Linked DNA regions of Mus musculus: region 1 is linked to region 2. A link is a contact called in public Micro-C data. All regions are on one chromosome and are shown on one strand. Each heading gives the region's core, a stretch centred on a gene start, on an enhancer-like site or on the middle of the called end of the contact. The rest is flanking DNA. Distances are from core to core; before and after follow the strand shown. Region 1 overlaps Rapgef1 (Rap guanine nucleotide exchange factor (GEF) 1). Region 2 overlaps Ntng2 (netrin G2).

Region 1 (4,031 bases), core at 748-3,247, 470 kb before region 2:
AGTGTTTTGGGTAAAGGCTGCCTGTCTCTTTACCTTTAAAGCAGTCATGGAAGGTGGGCTGGAAACACTGCAACAGAGCTCTGTCTGGCTTTGGTCTCTAAACACCTCTCACCCAAAGATCAACTTGAAATGAGCTCAGATCCATGCCATAAATTAGCCTTGGGTCAGTTCCTCAGAGCACCAGAGGCCACTGAGATGAAAGGCTGCAGTGTGGGAGAGACCACCACTGTGGGTCTTCCTCCCCAGGGCCTTCCAGAAAGGGACACTTAGACCTGCTCTAGACAGCAGGCTCCTGTGAAGGCTTTCCTGGGAGGGAAACGAGGAGCAAAGGGAGGGAAGGAGAACTGAGAGAGGTACTGTCCACCAGCTTCCACACAGAAGACTGCAGTGGCTCAGAGCTGCACTATGCTGGGGTGGAGAGCTAGTGAAGCATGTGTTGGGGACAAGCATGCTGTCAAGGGGAGGGGCAGAGAGCAGCTGGGAGTCGTTTAACGTGGGCTGTAGGATGGGCTTTCTTCGTTGTCATCAGAGAGCTAATTCAGAGTCTAAACACTAGATCAGAGTGTGCTAGAAGCACATCTGTCCTCTGAGGAAGAGATCTGCCACTCACTCATGTGACCTGGCTCTTAGGCTTAGACAGAACCCACTCCCCATAAAGGAGTTAAGGGCCGTGTGCAAGCAACTGATGTTTAAAATGGCACTCTTGGGCTTGTGTGTCCCCAAGGTTGCCAGACAGTTGGAAGTGAACCCCAGGATAACAACCGGGCACTCAGCAGCACAGGAGCCTGCTAGTCATGGACGCTGGGATGATTTCTCCTTCTCTGCGTGCCGCTTCAGTCCCTCGCTCATTTTGTCAGTAGGCAGACACAGTTTACCCTTGCCTCTTCTCATGTGGGAAGCAAGAACATCAGCCTACACCAGGGGTTCTCTAAGTGTGGCTGCATCCCCAAGGGACTTCTTACAAGTCATACACTGATCATAAACAGGATGGCTCCTGCAATCTCCATCTCTCTCTCTCTAATAATCTATTATTTTTTACTTTATATACATTGGTGCTTTGCCTGCCTATATGTCTGTGTGCATGGAACTGGAGTTACAGATGGGTGTGAGCCACCAAGTGGGTGCTGGGAATTGAACCTGGGGCCTCTGTAAGAGCAGTCAGTGCTCTTAGGCTGAGACATCCCTCCAGCCCCTCCTGCAATCTCTTAACAGTCTCTCAGTAGAGTCAGAGCCACTAAGTTAGAAGGCACTGCCTATGAACTCTCTTCCTACTGTTTTACAAAGCCTTCCTCTCCTGCCCCTTTTCTAATCTGTGTTGTTACTGACTTCATTATCACCCAACAGACACAAAGTGTCTACTGGAAGCTAGGTGGCCATGTTCAAGCTCCCACTGATAGATGGGCACATGGCCTGCTCACTGGTTGGTTCCTGGTATGTAGCCCAATTGCCTTTCCAGCCACTTTCCCTGACCCATGGTCTTCCTAAACACACTATAGCTTAAGCAAGGTCTGTGTACATGCTGGAGTGAAGGTGAACCCACACAGTGACTGTGTCTCTGCACTGCTACAAAAAGGAGTAGATTGTGTAGATGTGACCGGGGTTTGTTTGATTGCTTGCTTCGTATGCTGGGGGTGAAACACAGACAAGAACGGAGCATGTGTCAGACAAGGGCTCTGCCGCGAAGCAACCCCAGCAGTATGCATGTCTGAAGAAGCATGGAAAACGGGCTGCTAACATCCTAGAAAAATATGGACAGCAGTAGCACAGATGACACTTGCTCTGTCTCAAACTACCCTAATGACTCACTGTTTCACGGGTCTCAAATGTTATTCTAGGTGCAAAATAACAAACACCAGGTGACATTTTCAGCAACCTACTTTGCTTTCGGAGTTATACACAGGAAATGCAAAAGCAAAAGCAAACCCTCAAACGCTCTACCCCGAGAGGAGAGATGGAGCCAGCTACCAAAGCCACAATCAGAAGGTCACTTCCTCTCTTCTCTGCGCCTGAGCAGAGGCAGAAGGCACTGACTCCCCCAGGGAGGGGGAAGCTGACTCAACTGATATACAGCTTCTTGGGGAGTCTTGGACTGCACCAATCCCACTTTCCCTCTGGGTCAGAAGTAAACTCTCCTAGATGAAAACAGCAATAGGGTTTCGTCCCTGGGGAGACGCAGAAGTCAGAGTTCACTAGCCAGCCAGCAAGCTCTCATTAAGCAACTCACCTAATAATTAGTGTACCGCACACACATGGCTGCTTCTGCTCAGAAGCTGGGTAAAACTCAACTGCAGAGCTAACATGCAGTTAAGAACAGTTCTTCCCCTAATGGTGGTGTTTGTTTAGGTAACACAAGACCCTTACAACAGTTTAAAAGCATGCAATAGCAGAAACATAAAGAAAGATGTACTGCACCAGCTGTGGGTGTTTGGCTCTGAGTTTCCTGTTGGCCAAGATAAAAAAGTGAACAAGATGGGTTAATTCTGTCCACTAAAGCTCTGAACTCAGAAGAGGTGACTTCCTAGTACAACACTGTAGAAGGAATTGCAAGGAAGATGTAAAGAAGCTATGAACTTGGTCTTTAATTTGGGTTTCTATGAGCTAATAAAGGTCTTCAAATGACCACTTAAACCTTACACTTTATGGAGTCTGACAATGTCATACATCAGACATTTCTTAAGAAATCTATGCTTTTTCAAGGAGCTGTAATTAACCCAGAAATAAGTCAGAGTGAACTTACTGGACAGCCTGGAGGGGGTGGGGGTTCACACTTGTAGTCCCAGCATTTGAAAGGCTGCAGAAGGAATAACAGAGTTTGAAACTAGCCTGGACTACACAGTGAGTTCCAGAGGATTTGGGCTACAGATGTAGGCCTGTCTCAAAACCAAACCAAACCAAACCAAAAATCAATTTAATGAGAACTGTCTTACCCCATTTGTCTTTGGTGGAAGTGACACAGGTCACTATTAAGCTCCACTTTTAAGGGAGGACCTAGTGCTGATTCCTGTCTTAGACTTTCATGTTGAGAATGTTCTATAACAGTTGGTGTCATCACCTCTTACTCACTTGGTTCCCACTGCTGCAGAGCAGTGTCCTAGAGCTCCCACAGCTCAAAGGCACACACATTAGCTCTGCTGGGTTCCAGAGGGCCAGGCCTGGGAGCACGGGCCAGCAGGAGCCTCACAGGCCTGGGAGCACGGGCCAGCAGGAGCCTCACAGGCCTGGGAGCACAGGCTAGCAGGAGCCTCACAGGAGCTTCACAGGCTGTGTCAGGGGCTAGGGGCTTGTTGCTCATCGGGAGACGTCACTGAGGAAAGGCTCAAGGGTCCCACCACCACCAGCATTCTATGGCTTGCTGTCACTCAACACCATGAAGGTTTGTAGAAAGTTGTTCTGGTGAGACATATCTACATCCTGGAAGAGAAGCTACCCTGGGCTCACTGGAATGAGGCTGCTGGGAAACTTTCAAGATGTGACAGACTTTAATCTGACTAATAAGACAACTTTCTCTCACAACATGGCTCCCCCCTTTGGATCCTTGTGTCCGCTGACACCCACCATCCTTCATAGAGGAGCTGATTCAAGCTCCAGGTCCTTTCTGAGCTCAAGCACTCTTATTTATTTATTTATTTAGAGTGAATTACTTATTTCTAAGGAAATCAATTTTCTTGATAAAAAATACTTTGAGCTATAGTATCTTCACATTTTGTGTTTTACATATATAGAAATGATATATTTCCTTTCTTCTGTGGCCAGTATGGTAACTGTATGGACCAATATCTTTTTATTAAGTCATATGAACAACTTAACTTATGTGGCTTTGATGAAATTGTTGTTTCCTGTTGACATGGTTGTGATGTTATTTAATAGGTGCATTCTTTTGTGATTTAAAAAAATATATTTTATTTATTCCCTTTACATCCCGCTCACTGACCTCCCCCCCATCACTTCGTCCCACAATCCTTTCTTCCTCCTCCTTCCCCTTCTCCTTTAAGCAGGTGAGGCCTGCTGTCTTCCCATCCAGCTCAGGTGCT
Region 2 (4,343 bases), core at 111-2,610:
GATCGGCTCTGTGCACGATCGATGCAATGAGACAGGCTTCTGCGAGTGCAGGGAGGGCGCAGTGGGGCCCAAGTGCGACGACTGCCTTCCTACACACTACTGGCGCCAAGGATGCTATCGTGAGTAGACCGGCCCCTGAAGACAGACCCTTTAGGCTGGGTGCGTGGTCCAGCATGGTGGGAGGGGCCTACGTGGGCCTGCTGTTAGCTGGGGGTGGGCTTTGAACACGTGGCTGCAGTGAGAAAGGTCTGATGCAACCAGGGTAGGGGTTCAAAGTGGCGGGGGCGGGGGTCGAGTGGGCATTGCCCGGTCTTCAGTGGACTGAGTCCGTGGAAAGTGGGAGCCAGGAAAGGGGGGGGGGATGTAGGGATTGAAGGGGAGCTGACTAAAGTTGGCTGAGAGCGCAGGAGTTTGCACTCAAGAAATGAAGGCTTGGCGAGACCCGAGGAGCATAGGCTGTCAGACCGCTCCAGGTACACGCAGCAGATAGCAGTTGATTCCAGAGAACCGCGCCACTGCCGGGGAGGAACGGGAGAGAATGGGGGTCAATGGCGGGGGACAGCCAGGAGCCAGGTCCCATCCCTTGCAGGGATGTTTCTCACTGTGTTCGTTCTAAGTACCGGCCCCCTGGGGGGGGGGGCTGTCCCAGCTCCCTATTGCAGAAGCTCAGTCCATCCCCACAGCTGCCTCAACTGTCCCCTCCGGCCCGCAGCCAATGTGTGCGACGATGACCAGCTGCTCTGCCAGAATGGCGGCACCTGCCAGCAGAACCAACGCTGCGCCTGCCCGCCCGGCTACACCGGCATTCGCTGTGAGCAGCCCCGCTGTGACCTCGCCGACGACGCTGGCCCGGACTGTGACCGCGCGCCAGGCATCGTCCCGCGCCCCGACACCCTGCTCGGATGCCTGCTGCTGCTCGGGCTGGCCGCCCGTCTGGCCTGCTGAGCCCGTTCTAAGGGTCCAGGGGTCCCTGGCCCGGCGGCGACACGGGTGCGGCCGAGCTGCTCCCAGGTGCTACTCGCAGAGTCCTCCCGCCCTCCCTGCTCTGCCCGCGCTCACCAGCCCCGCCCGGCACTGCCCTCGCCGGCCACAGGGGGCGCTGTGGAGCCCTGACCCGGCGGACTTCGAATTTCAGTTTTTTATGACTTAATGTCTCTATCATTTTTCCATTTTCCCATGTTTCTTTCTTTGCTCTCTTCTTCATGTTCTTCTTTTTGTTGTCCTTGTTCTTGTTCTTCTTCTTCTTCTTGTTCTTCTCCTCTTCCTCTTCCTCCTCCTCCTTCTCCGCCTCCTCCTCTTCTCTGTCCTCCTCCTTCCCCTCCTCTTTTCTTTTGCTGGCGGCGAGACAGGGACTGGGGAGAAACGCTGTTCATCCCAACACCCGCAGGTCCTGCCACACACATACACACACAGAACTCTTGCGCACACCCCAGCGCCTGTTCCTGGCTGCCAGCACCAGCCAGCGGACCCGGAACAACAAACAGTTGCCTACAACTCTAGTCGCTGACTTGATTCTCTTTTGTATTTTTTTTTTTTTTTTTTTTTTTTTTTTTTTTTTTTTTTTTTTGCACTCACCAGACCCCAGGTCCCCAAGGAGGCCTGGAGAGAGAAGAACTCACTGTCTGCGGGAGGGGTAGGACAAAGGGCGGGGAGGGGTGGAAACCTTGTTTTCTAGAGAACTATTTTGTTTGTATCCACTGTCCCTTGTGAGGACAGACTCGGGTGGGAGGTGGTCACTGAGGGTGGCTGATGGTGTACAAGCCCACAGTAAAGCGACTTCACAGCTGCCTCTGCCTGCTTGCTTCCTGTGTTGACAGACACTCCAAAGGTTTGGATAAAGAAAGGAGACCACAAAAAAGGTTTAAAGACTCGGTATTGGGGCCACTCTTCCCAGTCTGTTCTTTCCTTGTATGCTCCCCCAATTTTACCGTCAGCCAGGCTGCTGGCCACCATCTGGTAGGTGGATCTCCAAACAGGGGTGCCCCACCCCTTTCCTACAACTCCCCCAAATCCAGAGTCTCTGCTGTGGAAGCCCCAGGAAAATAACTGAGGGAGAATTCTTGGAATTCTACTGCACCCCATGCTGATTTGTAACCTGCCTCTGTGGCTGTCTGGGACAAATGTGTTGGCTCAGGAGCTTCAGATCCCGTGTGAGGTTGCATCGAGCTCCCAGCTGATGTCTGCCTGGCCAGTGCGCCCTGAGGTGGGCATTATATCTGCCTGCCTAGGCACCTTGATATATGAGGACCCAACAGGTCACTAAAGCTGACCCACTGTGTGCAGCTCAGTATCTGCCTCTGCTTGTGTTGCAGGAGGCCCGGTTCCCTCTCTTCTGTCTCCAAGTGTCCCATGGCTCCTTGTCCTGGTTCCTAATTGTCCCTCCTGTTCCCACCCGAGTCACCTCCTTGTATGCCATCTGCCAGATACTCTTTCTAGCCTAGGCTGTCCCCAGGCCTTTGCTCAAGTCTCTGATGCAAAGCTAAGAGATCAGACAGGGAAGACAGGTTGGACATAGTGGCACATGCCTTTAAATTCCAGCACTCAGGAGGCAGAGACAAGTGGATCTCTGTGAGTTCGAGGCCTGGTCTACACAGTCAGGATAGCCAGCACTACACAGGAAAACCCTATCTTGGGGCTGAGGGGAGGACAGAAGATGGACTGTTGACTGACTGAGGCCAGATGCTGCCCCTACTGGCCACTCTCTGCTCTGATCCCCAGCCTTAGGTTTCAGGAGTCAGTTCCAAGCTCTAAGGGTGGCCTCTGTCAGGTTCCTGGCTCTATACATGAACCCCAAAATGCATAAGATATAAGCAGAAATGACAGACAGGACTTCCAGAAAGTTCCTAAAAGCCCTTCCCCCAACCCTGGCCCTAGCTCCTCTCCTGCCTCTCTTCCTGGCACTCAGTCTGATGGGTGGAAGCAGGAGCCGGCTGGCTGAGCGTGAGCGTGGTGCCTCTAGGATGGTAAGCAGAAGCTTTCGCGAAGAGCCAGGCATGCTGCAGCCCAAACTTCTGAAACTGGGGCATAAATGCTGTGAGAACCAAGATCGTTGTTTCAGGCCCTAAATCTCTGGCCCTCCAGGCTCGAGAGCCAGACCCCAGAGTCCACTGAATTCAGAGAGAAACCAAAACACCCAGCTCAGCACACAAAACCAACACCCAAGCCTGGGACATACCTCCCCAGAGTGGGGTGGGCCTCCACCTTCCTGCAGATGGGGCACAGAGAGTGAGCTGATGCAAGCCCACCTTCCTGCAGATGGCTGGGATGCTGGGGTGTGGAGGAGGATCGGAGTTTGAACCACGGTGATTGGAGGCCCTGCCCTGGAAGCAGAGGAACGGGGATGTATGTACATAGTAGTAAAGGCGGAGGGTCTCAGGGAGACTCGGAGAGGGGGAAATGGGACAGGGAGTAGGAAGGGCCCAGCCTTGGTCTGACCCGTGGGTTGGGTGGGGCTGTGTAGCTGGTACGCTATCCTGGCAGAGTTCTTGTCTTGAGCAAGGGTGTTGCAGTGCAGAAGGAGGCCCTGAATCTGTTAAGGGGCTATGGTAACAGTGGGGGCAGAGCCTCCTTTCTGCAAGAGGCTGTGAACCCAATACCAAGAGCTACTGCATACACATACCACTTTATGTCACCGGGAGTATCCTAGGACACTGGAGGAGCCTGGGAGGAGAGGGGGACCCACACTGTCCTTTCTGACCTCTCAGCTGGCCTTGCTGTGTCAGCATCCCTAGGACTAGCCAGTCATCTACAGAGCAAAAGGCTGTTACAGCTCACTGTAAATCAGAATGGCATCACCAGTCCCTACAGACTGCTCAGGCCCTGACCTCCAGCAGACGGAGTGTTGCCAGGAGACATTTGGGAAACACTGATTATCTTCCAGACCATGGAGTAAAGGAGAAAACAAAGTCACCGAAGCCAGAGTCACAGCTCGGCTTTCCACAGTGTCTGGTTCCCCAAGGCACAGGCAGAAGGGGAGGCACCCTTGGCCCAGCTGGGCTCATAGCAGCACCCACCTGAGACAACCTCATGTTTTTGCCTTGGCACTGCAGCCTGTGCAGCTCCTAGTGGCAGAGATGGGGAAGCCCTAAGCACCAGGGCTCCGGTGAGGCCAGCAGTGCCCCTGCCTCAAGTGGTGATGTCCACAGGCATCTCTCTAGTAGAGGCGGGGAGAAAGGAAGTGACTTGCTTAAAATCATGATTGCTAAGGAATGGGTGAGATTGCCTCTAAACCCTGCATGCCTCTCCAAGCCTCTGTACACCACTGGGTCCTCTCTGCCCACCTCCCTCTTCTACTCTGAGTGGGGGATCCCTGGGGAGCCTGGCTTCATCCCATCATTGACTGC

What was found. A called contact is a pair of places that touch in the nucleus more often than the background predicts.
Region 1: a Micro-C map of B cells shows a contact between it and region 2, with 2.1 times the contacts expected there. The contact joins two enhancer-like sites. A contact is called at or near these places in 2 of 15 datasets of contacts at CTCF or cohesin (large pre-B cells and pro-B cells), 8 of 484 Hi-C or Micro-C datasets (B cells, the G1E-ER4 cell line, cardiomyocytes and 3 more), 6 of 115 datasets of contacts at active chromatin or transcription factors (bone marrow-derived macrophages, embryonic basal ganglia, embryonic limb bud and 3 more) and 1 of 9 other capture datasets (embryonic stem cells).

What each region holds. Positions count from the first base shown.
Region 1 is chr2:29,659,892-29,663,922 of GRCm38.p6, reverse strand. All of the region lies in intron 1 of Rapgef1 (Rap guanine nucleotide exchange factor (GEF) 1), which reads right to left. Among named protein-coding and RNA genes, the nearest start is that of Rapgef1, 42 kb to the right of the region's middle. Within about 2 kb of position 1,997, at least 123 of the 459 cell types and tissues checked have an H3K27ac peak or open chromatin away from gene starts, as enhancers often do.
Region 2 is chr2:29,191,423-29,195,765 of GRCm38.p6, reverse strand. It overlaps Ntng2 (netrin G2), which reads left to right. Exons shown (of 7, transcript NM_133500.2): 6 at 1-119; 7 at 713-1,040. The coding sequence ends at 945. Among named protein-coding and RNA genes, the nearest start is that of Ntng2, 55 kb to the left of the region's middle. Within about 2 kb of position 1,360, at least 114 of the 459 cell types and tissues checked have an H3K27ac peak or open chromatin away from gene starts, as enhancers often do.